Linked DNA regions of Oryctolagus cuniculus: all the other regions are linked to region 3. The links are chromatin contacts, called in public Micro-C maps. All regions are on one chromosome and are shown on one strand. The core of a region is the stretch at or near the end of the contact, and the rest is flanking DNA. Distances in the headings are between cores, read along the strand shown. Region 1 holds the start of MAML2 (mastermind like transcriptional coactivator 2). Region 2 holds the start of SESN3 (sestrin 3). Region 3 holds the start of CEP57 (centrosomal protein 57).

The links. A called contact is a pair of places that touch in the nucleus more often than the background predicts.
Region 1: a Micro-C map of ear pinna shows a contact between it and region 3, with 8 times the contacts expected there. The contact joins the promoter of MAML2 here to the promoter of CEP57 in region 3. A contact is called at or near these places in 2 of 6 Hi-C or Micro-C datasets (ear pinna and an unstated tissue).
Region 2: a Micro-C map of ear pinna shows a contact between it and region 3, with 8 times the contacts expected there. The contact joins the promoter of SESN3 here to the promoter of CEP57 in region 3. A contact is called at or near these places in 2 of 6 Hi-C or Micro-C datasets (ear pinna and psoas muscle).

The regions. Positions count from the first base shown.
Region 1 is chr1:87,787,558-87,792,348 of mOryCun1.1, reverse strand. MAML2 (mastermind like transcriptional coactivator 2) reads left to right here and starts at 1,587. Exons shown (of 5, transcript XM_002708435.5): 1 at 1,587-3,475. The coding sequence starts at 2,963.
Region 2 is chr1:86,604,239-86,608,814 of mOryCun1.1, reverse strand. It overlaps SESN3 (sestrin 3), which reads left to right and starts at 3,002. Exons shown (of 11, transcript XM_008262422.4): 1 at 3,002-3,141. It overlaps LOC103349689 (a long non-coding RNA gene), which reads right to left and starts at 2,376. Exons shown (of 4, transcript XR_011390185.1): 1 at 1,761-2,376.
Region 3 is chr1:87,211,134-87,215,922 of mOryCun1.1, reverse strand. CEP57 (centrosomal protein 57) reads right to left here and starts at 2,437. Exons shown (of 11, transcript XM_051820419.2): 1 at 2,199-2,437. It overlaps FAM76B (family with sequence similarity 76 member B), which reads left to right and starts at 2,570. Exons shown (of 24, transcript XR_011390255.1): 1 at 2,570-2,949; 2 at 3,770-3,834; 3 at 4,678-4,732.

The DNA.
Region 1 (4,791 bases), core at 338-2,837, 580 kb before region 3:
TGCGATAGTTCAAATTTTGCACGTATAGCAAGGAGATGTCTGTCTCTCTTCATGTGAGTAGTTACAACTTCAGAGCATATTGCAATGAAAAGTTACAAAGATACATTCCAACAGAGTCCACTTGTCCCTATTTCCCATCTAACATTCCAGAGGTGGTGAAAATAAAATGGACCAAAGTAGGCCAACCGATAGAGAACTGAAACTGTGTGCCTTGATTTTGCCCATTCATTTCCATCTGCACCCCAGTTTGAAGTGGGACCATCTTACTGCAATGCTAGAGTTGGTTTAAATTAATGGGGCTCTGTGGCATGGGACCTCAAATCCAAATGACTTCAAAGTTAGGATACTCAGAATATTTTTGGTTCTAGCTAGTCTAATACCATGCTCACCTGAATGTACTCTCCCTAACTAACAAGGACAAGTAGAATCCACTGTAAGTCTTGGTGTTTTAAAGATGGGAGAGGGCCAGATAATGATCTATGCAAGAGATCTGTGCGCTTTGTGTTATGAAACTGCTTGAACCAAGCAGCTGAATGATAATATTCCTCATACCTTTATTTTGGCTTGTCACAGTCAACTTGCCTTTTCAAATAAAAACCTTTTTTTAAAAAGATTTTTTTATTTGAAAGGCAGAGTTACAGAGAGGTAGAGACAGAGAGAGAGGTCTTCCATCTGCTGGTTCACTCCCCAGATGGCCACAATGCCCAGAGCATGGCGAATATGAAGCCAGGAACCAGAAGCAGCTTATGGGCTTCCCACACAGGTGCAGGGGCCCAAGGACTTGGGCCATCTTCTGCTTTTCCCAGGCCATAGCAGAGAGCTGGATCAGAAGTGGAGCAGGCAGGACTTGAACTGGCACTGCCCACAGGGGATGTCGGCACAGCAGCAGCGGCTTTACCTGCTATGCCACAGCGCTGGCCCCAGAAAAATCTATTTTTTGTTTTTCCCTCCCTAGAACTGGTATTGCCGATTTCATCATCCTCAAAAGTTATTCATCCCTACTGATTTGCTTGTGATCACCCAGATGGGCTTCTGCAGAGACACGACCAAGGGCAGGCCGGTCCACCCCACACCTGCCCGCCCTTTAGGAAACAACAGTGTGGTTGCCCCTCCTCTCCGCGTGTCCCCCTCCCCCAAGGAAGCGCACAGCCAGGTCTTCCTTATTATATGAAATGAGCGCTTCCTCAGTGCTCTGCCAGCTCTCGCTAGGGTGCTCGGTGGTGTCATTCTCAGCATATTGAAAAATGAAAATGATATCCTCAGGGGGGCGTCACGTAGGTCTGAAAGGGAAAACACATTCCCTGAACGGGAATTCCTTAGACATTGAGGGCTGGCGAAGTAGTTGCGTGGAGGCTGGGGAATTTCCCCCGTGCCCCCACTCCTCCTTCCCCGAGCGTGAGGCGGAGCAGAGCGCCGGCTGCGCGAGTCGCAGGCTCCGGGATTTACCTCTTCAGCCACTGGGAGGCCCTCTGCGCTCCCCTTTCCCCGGTGCCGGGCGGCGATCGCTCCCTGGCGCAGTGGCACCCGCCTTCCACCAGGGAGCCTCGAGCGAGCGCTCCCGCCCTCCCCCCGCCCCCCGCCCCCCCATCTGCAGCTTGCTGGCTCGCTCTCTCTCCCTCTCTGTCTCACTCTCTCTCTTTCTCTCCCTCTCCTATCGGAGCACAATGAAAGCCTGTGTATCGCCGTGACTCCGGGCGGGAGCCAGTGTCAGCAAAGCGGCTAACAACAGACGAGAAAGAGAAAGGAATATACAAGCTACTTTTTTTGTGTTGTTTTTTTTTTTTTTTTCCACCTCTAAAGCGAAGCAATACAAGAGATAGAACCACATTGCTTATTGCGAGTCCAGACCCTCAGATCCACTGGCCGGGGATGGAATGTACAAAAGTGGACAGAAAAGTGGCTGGACATGACTCGGTGCAATTTGCTGGAAGTTTGTAAGTTGGACCATCGTTTGTAAATTACTCTCGGAAGAGTTTGTCTCTCTTGATACTGTGTTAGAATAGAGCTGGGGGTGAGGAATAGAAACCTAAGTGGGAAAGGAAAAAAAAATGTGTTGGAGGATCTCACTCAGTGGCTTGCCACTTCAGATTGCTTTGCTTTAAGGCTGGGAAACCTTAGAGGGAATGAGGATTTTACCGGTGATTGGATTAGCTGGAGAAAAACCATGGTCCAAAAGTCCAATTACTGACATTGTTAACAATTGAAAAGCTGTCTCCCGCTTTGGGGAGAAGACACCATCCTCCAGGACCCCCAAAGAGGAGCGTGCACCGGAGCAGAGGGAAAGGGAGAAAAACTAAAGCCCAAAAGACAAGGCTCGCTTGATTTGTTTGCACATTTTGAACCCTCAGAAGCCTTCTGAAACAGCACTGTTTTGTTCTGGTTTTTATTTTTTTCTTCACCCTAAGAAAAAGAAGAGGCTGCCAGTTACACAGAGTAGGGTAGAAACGTGTTTCTCTATGGAAACATCCCCATAAAGCATTCTCAGAAACAATTAGGGGAGGGGGGAACCAGCTCACCCTCTATTAATACCTCGCTCTGTTCCTTTCGCTGTCGGCTTCTGTCTCTGCCTTGACCATCCCTGAGTTCTTGCTCGAACCCCCAAATCGTGTGTTTACAAAGTACCTGGTGGCGCTTGTCAGCTCCGTCGGGGGAGGGGGGCAAAAAAAAAAAAAATCCAACTCTTTCCAACTTCTCCAGAACTGTCAGCCGCAATTAGAGTAAGTTGATCGGGGCTGGTTTCCAACTTACCCTCCCCAGCTGGTTTCTGTTCTTTCTCCCTCCCCTCTTTTGACTAACTCCCTTCCCCCACATCTTCGCCACTGCTCCCCCCCACCCCAACCCCTGAAGACCTCTATTCATGTGGCCCTGAACACTGAGCTCACACTGACAAAATCAGATTTGCCTGCCATAGTCAGCGGTAGCCCCTTTCCTCCTCACCATCCCAAGCCTTGTGTACAGTAAGATGGGGGACACAGCGCCCCCGCAGGCCCCCGCAGGAGGGCTAGGGGGGGCCTCTGGGGCGGGGCTCCTTGGAGGGGGCTCAGTCACCCCGAGAGTGCACAGTGCTATCGTGGAGCGCCTCCGGGCTCGGATCGCCGTCTGCCGCCAGCACCACTTGAGCTGCGAAGGACGCTATGAGCGTGGTAGGGCTGAGAGTTCGGATCGCGAGAGGGAGAGCACCTTGCAGCTCCTGAGCCTCGTCCAGCACGGCCAAGGGGCAAGGAAGGCTGGCAAGCACTCCAAGGCCACGACCACCGCTGCCACCACTGCGGCCGCTGCGCCGCCCTCCGCCGCCCCACCTACAGCCTCCCAAGCAGCAGCCACAGCAGCCCCGCCACCCCCACCAGACTACCACCATCACCACCAACAGCACCTGCTGAACAGTAGCACCAGTGGTGGCGGTGGTGGGATAAACGGAGAGCAGCAGCCGCCAGCCTCGGCCTCGGGGGACCAGAGGAACTCGGCCCTGATTGCGGTAAGGCACCTGGTTTTCTCATGATTCTGGTCTGTGGTCGCGTGGCCTTTGGCGAAGGTAGAGGTCGCCTTGGCCCGATGTAAAATGGACAGCGTTGACAAAGGCCAAGGCGTCACCTGACTGCTTCAGGAGCCATTGGGTGTGTTGTTTGTGTGGTTTAAACTCTTACTCATCAAGTTCCGTTGGTGCTCATTCATGGGTTTTCCTCTACTTGTAGGGTGTTCCTTAACTGATTAAAAAAAAATTCTGAGTTTTCCAAAGGCAAAATGGCGTCCACAACTTGTTAAAACAAACAAAAAGCAAAACAAGAGGCTACAGCAGGCCAGATCCAATTGAATGCGGGAGACCCCGCTGTCCGGAGGATCCTCCAGCCTCAGCCAGTTAGCTCTGATGAGGCCCCAGAAGCGTCTATCAGCCCAGCTGAACTTTGCTAAGGCCCTTTCCTTCTTGCCCAGTTTTCCTGCTCCCTTTGAAGTGGTCCCTTCTTGGGTTAAGAGACCCTGAACAACTCTGGAACAAACTCCGCAAGTATCCCCTATTTAAAAATAGAAGTTGGAGAAAATGTCCCAAAGATAGAGGAAGGAGGGGATGTTTCTTTGGAGGCCGACTCCCTGATTGCCTGTCAATTTCTCCTCGCCCTCACCCCCACCTAGCTTCCTTCACAGGCACCCCAATCAAGTCCTGCCTAGAGGGGCAGGCACCCAGGGTGGTATACACAGATCGCATCCCAAGCAGTACGTTGTCTTCAGCCCCTCCTGGGACAGCTGTGATGTGGTTGCTCCCTGCAGGTTCTTCGTCAGAGGAGAACTTCATCCTCCCAGAGGGAATATGCCTGGAACAAGCGATTCTTGGTGCCAGTCCTGGGCAGGTGCCTACCTGCTGTGTGCTGACTTCCCTCAGAGCTGCCGGGCCAGTGGTATCTGGGAGGAGGTGGAAGCCCTGTAGGCTTCCTCCCTTCCTGAGTTCGCTTGGTCTCCTGAGGTTGTGTCCGCTCACAGCACAGCTCCAGTCTACTTGAGCCAGGCCCTCTGATAGTCAGCAACAGGAAGTGGCCATGCAAGCTCAGAAGTACTCAGAAAAAGTCCAAAGGAGAGGATGGTGCCATGTGAAACTCCTCCTTCCGGGGGAACTTGAAAATGAGCTCTGGGGAGTTAGCATCCTGCAGCCAGACCCATGGGAAGCTCCTTCCTGGCTCCCCCTTCTCTTTGGCCTAGGTCCACGTTCTGGGAAGTTCCGGGGGCCAGGAGTTCTCTTCTCCACACACCCCCCACATCCTCTCACACACATTTTGCTTGGGCTGCCTAAAACTGCCACTC
Region 2 (4,576 bases), core at 1,753-4,252, 610 kb after region 3:
TGGGCAAAGAGGTGCCTGGAAGCTGGCCAGGCATCACTAGGAGACAGAGGAGTGTGTTGGGAGTGAGAGGTGTGAGGAAAGTGTGTTTGTTGCTATTGAGAATGAGTTCCTGGCATTGAGCAGTTCAGGGATGAAACATAAATCCATAAAGAATGGTTTAATGTAAGAATTGTCACAATGTAGTATGTGATTCACTGCCAAATAAACAGCATCATGTAGACAATGAATAGTAAAACGTTTGGTGGTGGATTGATAGAGAGAGCCATTATGTATCTGACCACGTATCACTGAAGACCTTCATCCTCTAGAAGTTTCCTTCAGCAGTCTTTGGTAAAGGATGTCACAGGGCAGGGCTAGACTCTCTTGGCTAGTCTTTTCTGTCAGGTTTAGTTATTGAATGTAATGGGACTCATTGTGAAAAGATGATAGCTTTTAAAGGAAAAAAAAAAAGCAAAGACTGTTACTCAAAAATTGGAAGTTCATGTACTGCTTGAGAAAATCCAGTATCTGCTCAAAAATCTACTTTATCCGTCAGCATCTCCTTTCCTTTTAAAACATACTCACATAAAATCTGCTTTAAAAGACAGAACCTGCCAAGAATATAGCCTAAGAAATCCACCACGAAATGAGGACACATATGTTTCAGTTCTTAGAAAAACCTGCCTTGCTGCCCTTTCCCCTGCAGTTTCTTGGTTCTCTGCACTGAAGGGCATGTGGTCATTTCTCCTTTTGATGAATTTTCTTGCTTTTTACCTTTTTTCCCTTTCTACCTAAATGTTAAGAACATTTCCTCCATACTACTGCTATTCTAGATTATGAGAGGACTTCCTAAATATTTGTGGAAAATGGAATTAAGTGGTAAGCTTATTTTAGTGCAAAAAATTGTTGAAGTTCATGAATAATTTTTTCAGAATATGCATTTCCACGAACTTTTTGAAGACGCTGCGTGTATGTCTGTCACTAGCTAAATGGATCAACACATTTTTCCAGCCAGATAACTTGGGTCCTTTTGGGGTTCTCCAGGTCATTTAAACGTGACACACGCAGATCTGTACATCTTTTGTTCCTTGCGTAGACTTGGTTTATACGTGTTGGCCGCTGAAAGGCCAGAGAAGAGACAGCTGTTGGACATTTAGACTGGCAGCTTTAGCAGCACAATTTGCTCTAATAGCTTTGATATGCTAAACTTGCTAGCTCCTCCAAGTGTACCTTCTTGATTTTGCATCACAACACTGAATCCCTAAGGAACCGGGGTAGAAATTTTAGATGCAAAAGAAAAGAAACGCAAAACCGGTGGAACCCTTCTTTTAAAATCATCTCCACAGATTCATTTTGCGAAGTGCAAGGGCTTCACCATCCTGGCACGCTAGAGACCTTTTCCACAAGGAGAAGCCAGGAATACCGATCAGGTTCTACGGAGCGAAAACAGGTGATGTCATAGCACAGCGCTGTGCGGGCACCGCCAAGGCCGGCTGCGGAGCTGCGGCTCCAGGGAGCGCGGCGATGCAAGGTGTCCGAGGGCCGCGAGGACACCGGCGAGGACGCGGCACCAATCAGCTTCTTGCTCTGCGCCAGCCTTTGTTCTCGCTGGGGAGCAGGTTCCCGCGGCCCTCGTCGCCCACCCGCGACCGACCCACACGCGCGCCGCCCACCGCTGCGGAGACCGCCCGCGCGGGTCGGCCCGGCACACCCGGTCCGCAGAGCTTTCCGCAGTGACTGCCCGCTGGCCCCGCGGCGCGGACGCCGAGCCCCTGACTCACCATTTTTTTGAGCTCTGGGAGAGGCAGGTCCAGAGCAATAGTTTTAAATGGCAGTTTGCTCTCTGAGGCTGCCTTCCCGGGCAGGGCTCTGAGCTCTCTCCGCACGAATCGGACGGGCTGCCTCAGAGCCGGCCTATGGGGGTGACGAGACTGACCTCGCTCTCGCTAGCCCTTTCGTGACGGACAAGCCGAGGAACTTCCACGGCTGGGAGGGGGGCGAGAGGGAAATGCTCCAACACAAACGCTCGACTGATTGCTGAAATATACCTCAGATTTCTTTACCCACATCCCTTACCCCACTCCCATCTCTGGGCTTTCTCACAGAGCTCGCAATCTCAGTGATGCATAAAGTTCTTCGAGATCCTAAAGGCAAAGCGCTACCCCATTGCCTTCTTTACAGCCAAGCTTGGATTTTGGCTGACAGGAAGCCTAGTCCCTACCCCGGTGGAAAATAACGTTTTAGCTCCCCCTTCCCTCCTCAAGAGATCACGAAATGTTTAGCTCAGTCTTGGTCCCTCTAGCGAGCTCTAGCTCCCAGCAATTTATCTCACTCTGCTTTCCACAGCGCCAGGGACCCAGACGAGGAGGAGTGGCTTACCGCGGGGGCGGCGCTAGTCTTCCAGGTTCGTTTGCATACGACACACCCCCTTCCTCTTATTGGTGGAATAGCGCACACTGTATTCCCTCCCACCCCGCTACCCAACTAACCCGCCATCTCCCTTCGGTTCCGAGCCTCGGAGATAAACTTAACTTGCCCGGAGATTCAAGGCGTCCTCGGCCTTTACGATTGGTCGGCGCGGCGCCCAACCGGGATCTAAAAGCTCATTGGCTGTGTGCTAGCGACCCGGGGGCGTGGCCGGAGCTGTCCGATTGGCGGGAGGGGGCGGTCCCGAAGCGTGGAGGTGGTGAAGGTGGTGGGGCGGCGGGGGCGGGGCCGCACTGAGGAGCTGCGGCGGCGGCGGCGGCGGCAGCAGCGGCAGCGGTGGCGGCTGCTCGTCCTAGCCTGGCGGGGGCGGGGGTCTGGAGGATGGGGGCGGGTGGAACAACGGGCCGGTGAGGAGCAGCCGCCGCCGTGTCAGCCGTCGCTCGGGCAGCCGCCGCAGTGGTCGCCTCGGGCAGCGCCGCTCTCTCGCTGGCCGTCGCCTTCCATCCCGACATCCCGCCGGGAGGAGGCTGAGGCGGCGAGGCACGGCCGGCGACGGCGGCGAGCCGGTCCGGCCCCGCAGCGGCGCGGCTGACGGCAGTGACAGTGCACCCGACCCGCCGCCCACCCTCGCCCTAGCCTTCGACGCCGGCGGCCACGATGAACCGGAGCGGCGGCAGCCCGTCGGCCGCCGCCAACTACCTGCTCTGTACCAACTGCCGGAAAGTGCTGCGGAAGGTACGGCCCGGGCCTGGGGTCCTGCCCCGGAGGGGCTCTTCCTGCCGGCCGGAGCTCGCGCCGCGGGGCCCCGGGGGCGCGCGGGGGCCGAGGCTCCGGGGTCTCCCCTGGCACTGCCCCTTACCCGGAGACGAAAAAGGGGGCGTGGGTTTCGGGCCGCTGCTGTTTTTCATCTCTGTTGGGACAGACGCCAGTCTCGAGGGCTGTTTTTTTTTTTTCTTATTTCTTTTCTCTGTATCTTTTTTCATTCTTCTTTCTGTGTGTGTGTGTGTGTGTGTGTGTTTGTGTGTGTGTGTGTGTGTGTCCGCGCGCACGCGCGCGCCTACCTTCGGTCTGTTTTCCAGCCCGCCTCCCTACCTTGCTTCTCCGGACACTGGGAGGGAGGCACTCGTCGATCCTCCTCCCTGGGCCGTTTGGCTGTCGATGGAGGTCCGGGTGAAATCAGAGCAGCCTGGGCTGGGCTGGAGGAACCCGGCTCCGTCGTGGCTGTGGCTAACTCTCGGGGTGTTGTTTGTTCGGTTGCTTTGCCTTGCCCAGCAGCCCCCTTTCCGTGTTCTTCCGATGGTCCTCCTGTGTCTGTAGTTCACTCATGAAAAGAACCAGTAAAGCATCTTGAACTTAATGCCCCGTGGGAGATGCTTTTCGACCTTACCGGTTCCTCGGCTGGGGGAGGAGGAGGGGTGGATGTGGTTATCCCTGCCTAGCACCCCCTCCCCAGGCTCCATCCGGACGCACCGCCAGCTTATTGCTTCCCAGATTGAGGGATAGAAAGTTTAGTATTGTTTAGCTTACTTGGCTTGCTCTCTCGGGGATGGGGGGGGGGGTGCGTGGGGGCGGGGGTGTGTGAAAAAATGTCTCTTTAGATCGAGAAGAGTTTTTAATCAGATTTTAACAGCCGCCCCTATAATGCTGTCAGATTATTCTTCTCCGAGCTCTTATTTTTGCATTTCATTGAGTGGAAACATCAGGTGAGGTGCTTCTGTTTGTCCAGTTCAAATGAATTAAAATTGCTGAGCTGTGCAAATGCATGGGGACTGAGAGACTGAGATGAATGCGGTACCAGTTTTAGTCGATTTCCCTAAACACAGTTCACTTCAGGATTGTTCTTTACATGTTAAAAAGGAAAAGAAAGAAAGCTCGTAAGTAAGCAAGCTTAAATATTTGCGCTCTTTGTCCAAAAACTGTTTTTCTTCCTCTGTGGGTCAGGCCAAGTGCCAATCAAAGTTGTTTTTCAAGCCTCTTTTCCCTGCAGTAGAGCTGCTGCATTTTTTTCCCCTATTTTATTTGTGAGCATGAGGAAAGCGGAGGGATTGCAGATTTGAAGTTAATCAAACAGCTAAAAATGCCTTAAATTGTGTTTATTGGATATGTTTCTCTTGAAACAGATTTTTATTAAATGTGCATGTTGAATATGTGCAGTTATTTTTTTCCATAA
Region 3 (4,789 bases), core at 1,188-3,687:
AAAGGACCTTAAATATTCCTAGTGTACTCTTGATATTTACAATCTACTTAAAGCTGGACTTAACACACAAAAACATGTGTAATTTCCACCTGAACATTAGCATTTCTGTCCAGGCTACCATATGGACTGAAGGACTGAACACAGCCCATTGCCACTGCTCAGCTAGGTGGCCTTGGCACAATGAAGCTCAATTTAATTGTTTGGTCTCCCAGTACTAAATTTTGAGAGTTGTGAATGGTCCTCTTCTAAGTTTAATGACATCTTTTAACAGTTCCTTCTCTTTTACCTTACCTCTCACTAATCTAACTCCTTACTTCCTAATCTCCCCAGACTTCTCTGCAAATGTGTTAACCCATTCTGCTGAAGCTCTGGACTCCTTCTGGCCTCACTGTCACAAATTCTAACACAAATGGAAAGCTGAAAGTAAGGAAAAGTGGTTGTTCATAGGTGACTTTCATCTAACTGTTCCCTACATACTTTTTTCCCCTTTAGCGCCCATGAAATTACTTCACCTTGACATTCTCCAGGCTTCTTCCTAGGCCTGTTTTCATGTTCCCAACAAATTATACCTTTGTTCACTCTGGGTTATTGAAGTTTTCTGAAAGCACCCATCATCTTAAGGACATTCCCCCCACCCCCCTAAATGCCTGCCGTGTTTTTCTTCTCTTGTTTTGTGACAATCATTTAGAATTCCTTCAACACGCAGTTGACTCCTCCTTCCCTTCTGGGAACCCTTCTCTCACCTGGCCACACTGCTAACCACTCTAAATTATGCTAGTAGGGCAGTTTACCCCACACTGGACAGTAATCACTTATCAGACGTAGTTTCTCAGTGTCCTCTAGGCCTTTAAGAGCAGGGTATCTATTCTATTCACCTGTAATTCTAGAGCCTAACCACGCCAGGCCTATGTACAGATTACCAGTTGTCTCATTTGCTTCCCATCCCTTCCCAGTGTGGCACTTCCCACAGCAGTCAGTCTGACAAATACCCATGACCTGAACCGACAGGTGACTCCCTGGTGCAGGCAAAAAAAAAACCCAGAACTACAGCCCAAATCAAGTTCCCTGGTCGCCTCTTCGAAAGGGCACTGCAGTCCTAGCAAATCCGTGGCGATCCGGCAGCGCTCTGGCTTTGGAGAGTCGCGCACTGAAGAGGAGACGGGGTACTGCAGGCCAAGGAGGCAGCCCAGGCAGCGCGTAGACCGCGCTGGAGGGTCACAAGGGGGCTGCGGCCGACTCGCGAGCGCTCTCCTAGACACACGGGCGCGCACACCTGGTCTCGGCGCCTCGCTAAGAGCAGCCGTTACACTCACGTGACCTCAGCAGCAATGTTTTCGCAGGCCAGGGAGCGGGCGCCGTCAGCCCAGCCCAGCCTCCTGGGCTGCGAGGCAGGCCGAAAAGCGAATGAGGCGGCAGGGGGGTCGAACCAAGCCTGCTTCAAGGGATCCCAGAGGGTGCGGCCTCAACAGGGAGCAGCGGAAGCCCGGGTGGCGCGGGGCGGTCTAGTGCCCCACGCCGGCCTCCAGCGTCAGAGCAAATCTAGGGCGCCCTGAAATGGGACGAAACTCGAACAGCTGCCAAGAGCGACCTAAAGCCCGTTCGAACGCCAAACGCTTCTCACCGAGAACTGAGAACCAGAAGCCGTAGAGACAGATGCCGCCGCCATCTTCCGGAGTGCCCGGCGCTCTGAGTTCTCGTGCTCTTCAAGATTCGAGAGCCGCCCACCAGGGGCGACCCTAAACCGAACCCCGGATGGAAGGGGCGGGGGGTGCTGGATGCCCAGCTTAGAAACCCCAGCCACACACCCCCACGGCGACGCCCACGCTCAGGGCGCACGCGGAGAGGGCAACACGCATTAACGGACGTCTGCAGTAGCCAATCAAATAAAGCGGACGTCTTCGCGTATGCGAGAGAACCCGCCCCCCTGCTGACGTCACAAGGTAGAGAGTCACTGAGCGCGCCCGGGACCCGTAACTGCGCGCCGCCGGGGCCTCAGGGCGTTCTACCCAGGGGCGGGTCTTCCCACGGAGGGAACTGGGGCGAGGGGATTGTGTGGTCGCCAGTGGCAACGGAACTGAATTGTTGAACTAGAGTAAAGGCGAATGCGAAGTCCAAACCACTCCATCACGTCCCTTGGATCAAACGCCTGAGAAAACCTCAGTTTGAGTTGGGGACGCCTCTCCAGGTGAAGTACTTACCTTTTGGCCAATAACATAGGATTGGGCGGGGCTTAGTGATTTGGCCCAAGAGAAGTCAAGGGGAAAATGTCGAGGCAGGGCAAATCTTTCGCGAATCCTTGCCCAATTGGATCGGGGCTCCCTCACCCAGGCCTCGGACTGGCTGCTAGGGAGCGCGGCGACGGGGACCTTTGGGCGGGGCTGGTTTCAAGCGGGTTTCGCGCGCTGAGAGCGCCGGGCTGTCATTGGCCGGCGACTTCCTCCCTTTGTGGGCGCGCTCTGCGTAGTTGGGGCTCGGCGTTGGGAGGAGCGACCGGGTGACGTAGTATCCGCTGCAGCCAATCAGGCGTGCGGAAGGGAGGCCGAGAAGGAAGCGGATCCGCGGCCGTGCAGCTGAACCGCCCCGAACTCTCGGCGTCGTCTCCCTCCGCCGCTGTCGGGGCCTAAGCGGGAGAGGCGGGGACGGCCCCGCTGGGTGGGCTGGGGCGGAAGTGGAGGCGGAGGGAGACGACGGCGGCGTCGTCCGCGGGGCCTCGGGCTCTCGCGGCGAGGCCCTGGTGGGCGCGAGGCAGGGGGAGGGGGCGGAGGAGGAGTCCGCAGCGCGGGCCGCGGCGGCCGAGTTCCCCGTGGGGCCCCGCCTCGGAGCGGGCGGCGGCGACGGCGGAGGAGGAGACTGAGGGGCAGGATGGCGGCCTCGGCCCTGTACGCCTGCACCAAGTGTACCCAGCGCTATCCCTTCGAGGAGCTCTCCCAGGGCCAACAGCTCTGCAAGGTCCGTGGGCAGCGGGCTGGCGGGGTTTCCTGTGCCGTAACCCGAGGGTGCTGGGTGGTCGCTGCGCTGCAGCCCCCTGCTCTTCACGAGCACCAGGGGGCTTGGGAGCCCGGAGTCCTAGCCTCCCCACCGGGACCCGGGACCCCGCGTTCCGATGGCGTTGGCACCGGCCGGGAAAAGGCCCACGAGAGGGAGACCGTCTTCCAGACGGGCCGGGAGGGGGCCGGTCCTCACCAGCGTCCGGGGGTCTCGGGTGGGGCTGAGTGAGGCAGCCACCTGTCTCTGCCGCAGAGACTCTGGGGTGGAGATGTTTTCATCTCGGTGTTCTGCCTGGTCTGTCCTCGCCTTCCACCAGGAGGCAGGGGACGGTTTTTGCACTTTCTTGCTAGGAACCCGAAGCCGCCAAGCTGATGGCATCCTTCTTCCCTGTCCAGGAAAGCGAAGCGACTGGTTTGGGAACAGAATGCTCTATGATTTGGAGCTCCTCCCATCCCATTAAAGCCGGAATGCTGTCTGTGAGCAACGGTGAAAATAAGTAGTTCCACATTTAACCAATCCTTGAAATCGGCCCTGACAGCTTTCTTACTTTATCCGGAGTATAGTCCCACGTGTAATAAAGACAAAGACACCTCTGCCTTCCCTAAGGAATTATATCGTGATTGGCCACTTACATGACAAATCACCAATTGTTTACGTTAGGGGCCAGGTTTTATTGTTGTTCTAGACATCTGACCAGATTTGGTAATAATTTTCTACCAGAAAAGTAAGGTTTGGGACTTGGAGATATCTACATACTGACTAACGTATTGTCTTATTGCAGGAATGTCGGATTGCACATCCTATTGTAAAATGTACTTACTGCAGATCAGAATTCCAACAAGAGAGGTTTGTACATCAGTTTTTGATCGTTAAAGACAGAATACCATCTGGAAGGAGTACTTGGGGGTTGTAATCTGGTATTTATATCATCTTAAAAAATGGTTTAGTCTCTGAGACTTTGAGTTGTAAATGTTTTATATGTGGTAGGAGAGAATATAGAAAATGAAACAGTGGTGGTCATTTTACTACCTGAACTGGACGTGGAAAAATAAAGGCTAAGATACTAGTGTGGAAAATGTGCAGCCATGCTAAGAAGAATGGAAGGGTGAAGATTACTGTTAAGCTACAGAAGATAGCGTGTGAATGGATCTGAGGACAGGTCTACAGTGTTATCAACTGCCTTATTTTGATAGTGAAATCTGGTAACTTGGTACCAGTAGAATTGCATACTTTTTAACAAGTAATTCCGGGTTGGGAGCACTCAAGAAGGTAACCTAGGAGAAGTGCAGATAATTTCTAAATAAGTAGAGATGGTCATTGTAATAATAGACAAAGGCCATGTGGAAGATGAGGTAGGCAGGCACTGATACGTAATGCTGTGCATTAATAATGGCAAGTGTGGGAAGGTTGTCCAACTAGAGAGGAAACTCTAGGATTTTGTTTTGTATCCTTTAAAAAGCACACAATAAAAATGTGTAAAAACATCTGTGTTAAGTTAATGGAAAAGGAATAAATTGGGGTAAAATAGCCCAAATAAGAACTTTGTGTAGGTATTGTTAAAAAGTGAAGGTGTATTACAATTTTAAGTATCATAGATATTTGACTCATCAGTTTACTTAGTTCATCATTGTGCGGATCATCTCAGAAGCTTACATAAATATGATCTTTCATACGTAATTTCTTTTTCAGCAAAACTAACACAATTTGTAAGAAGTGTGCTCAAAATGTGAAGCAATTTGGGACAGTAAGTATGTCTTCTATTTTAATTTCCTATTGTTACTGATCAGTTAAGGTTTATCCC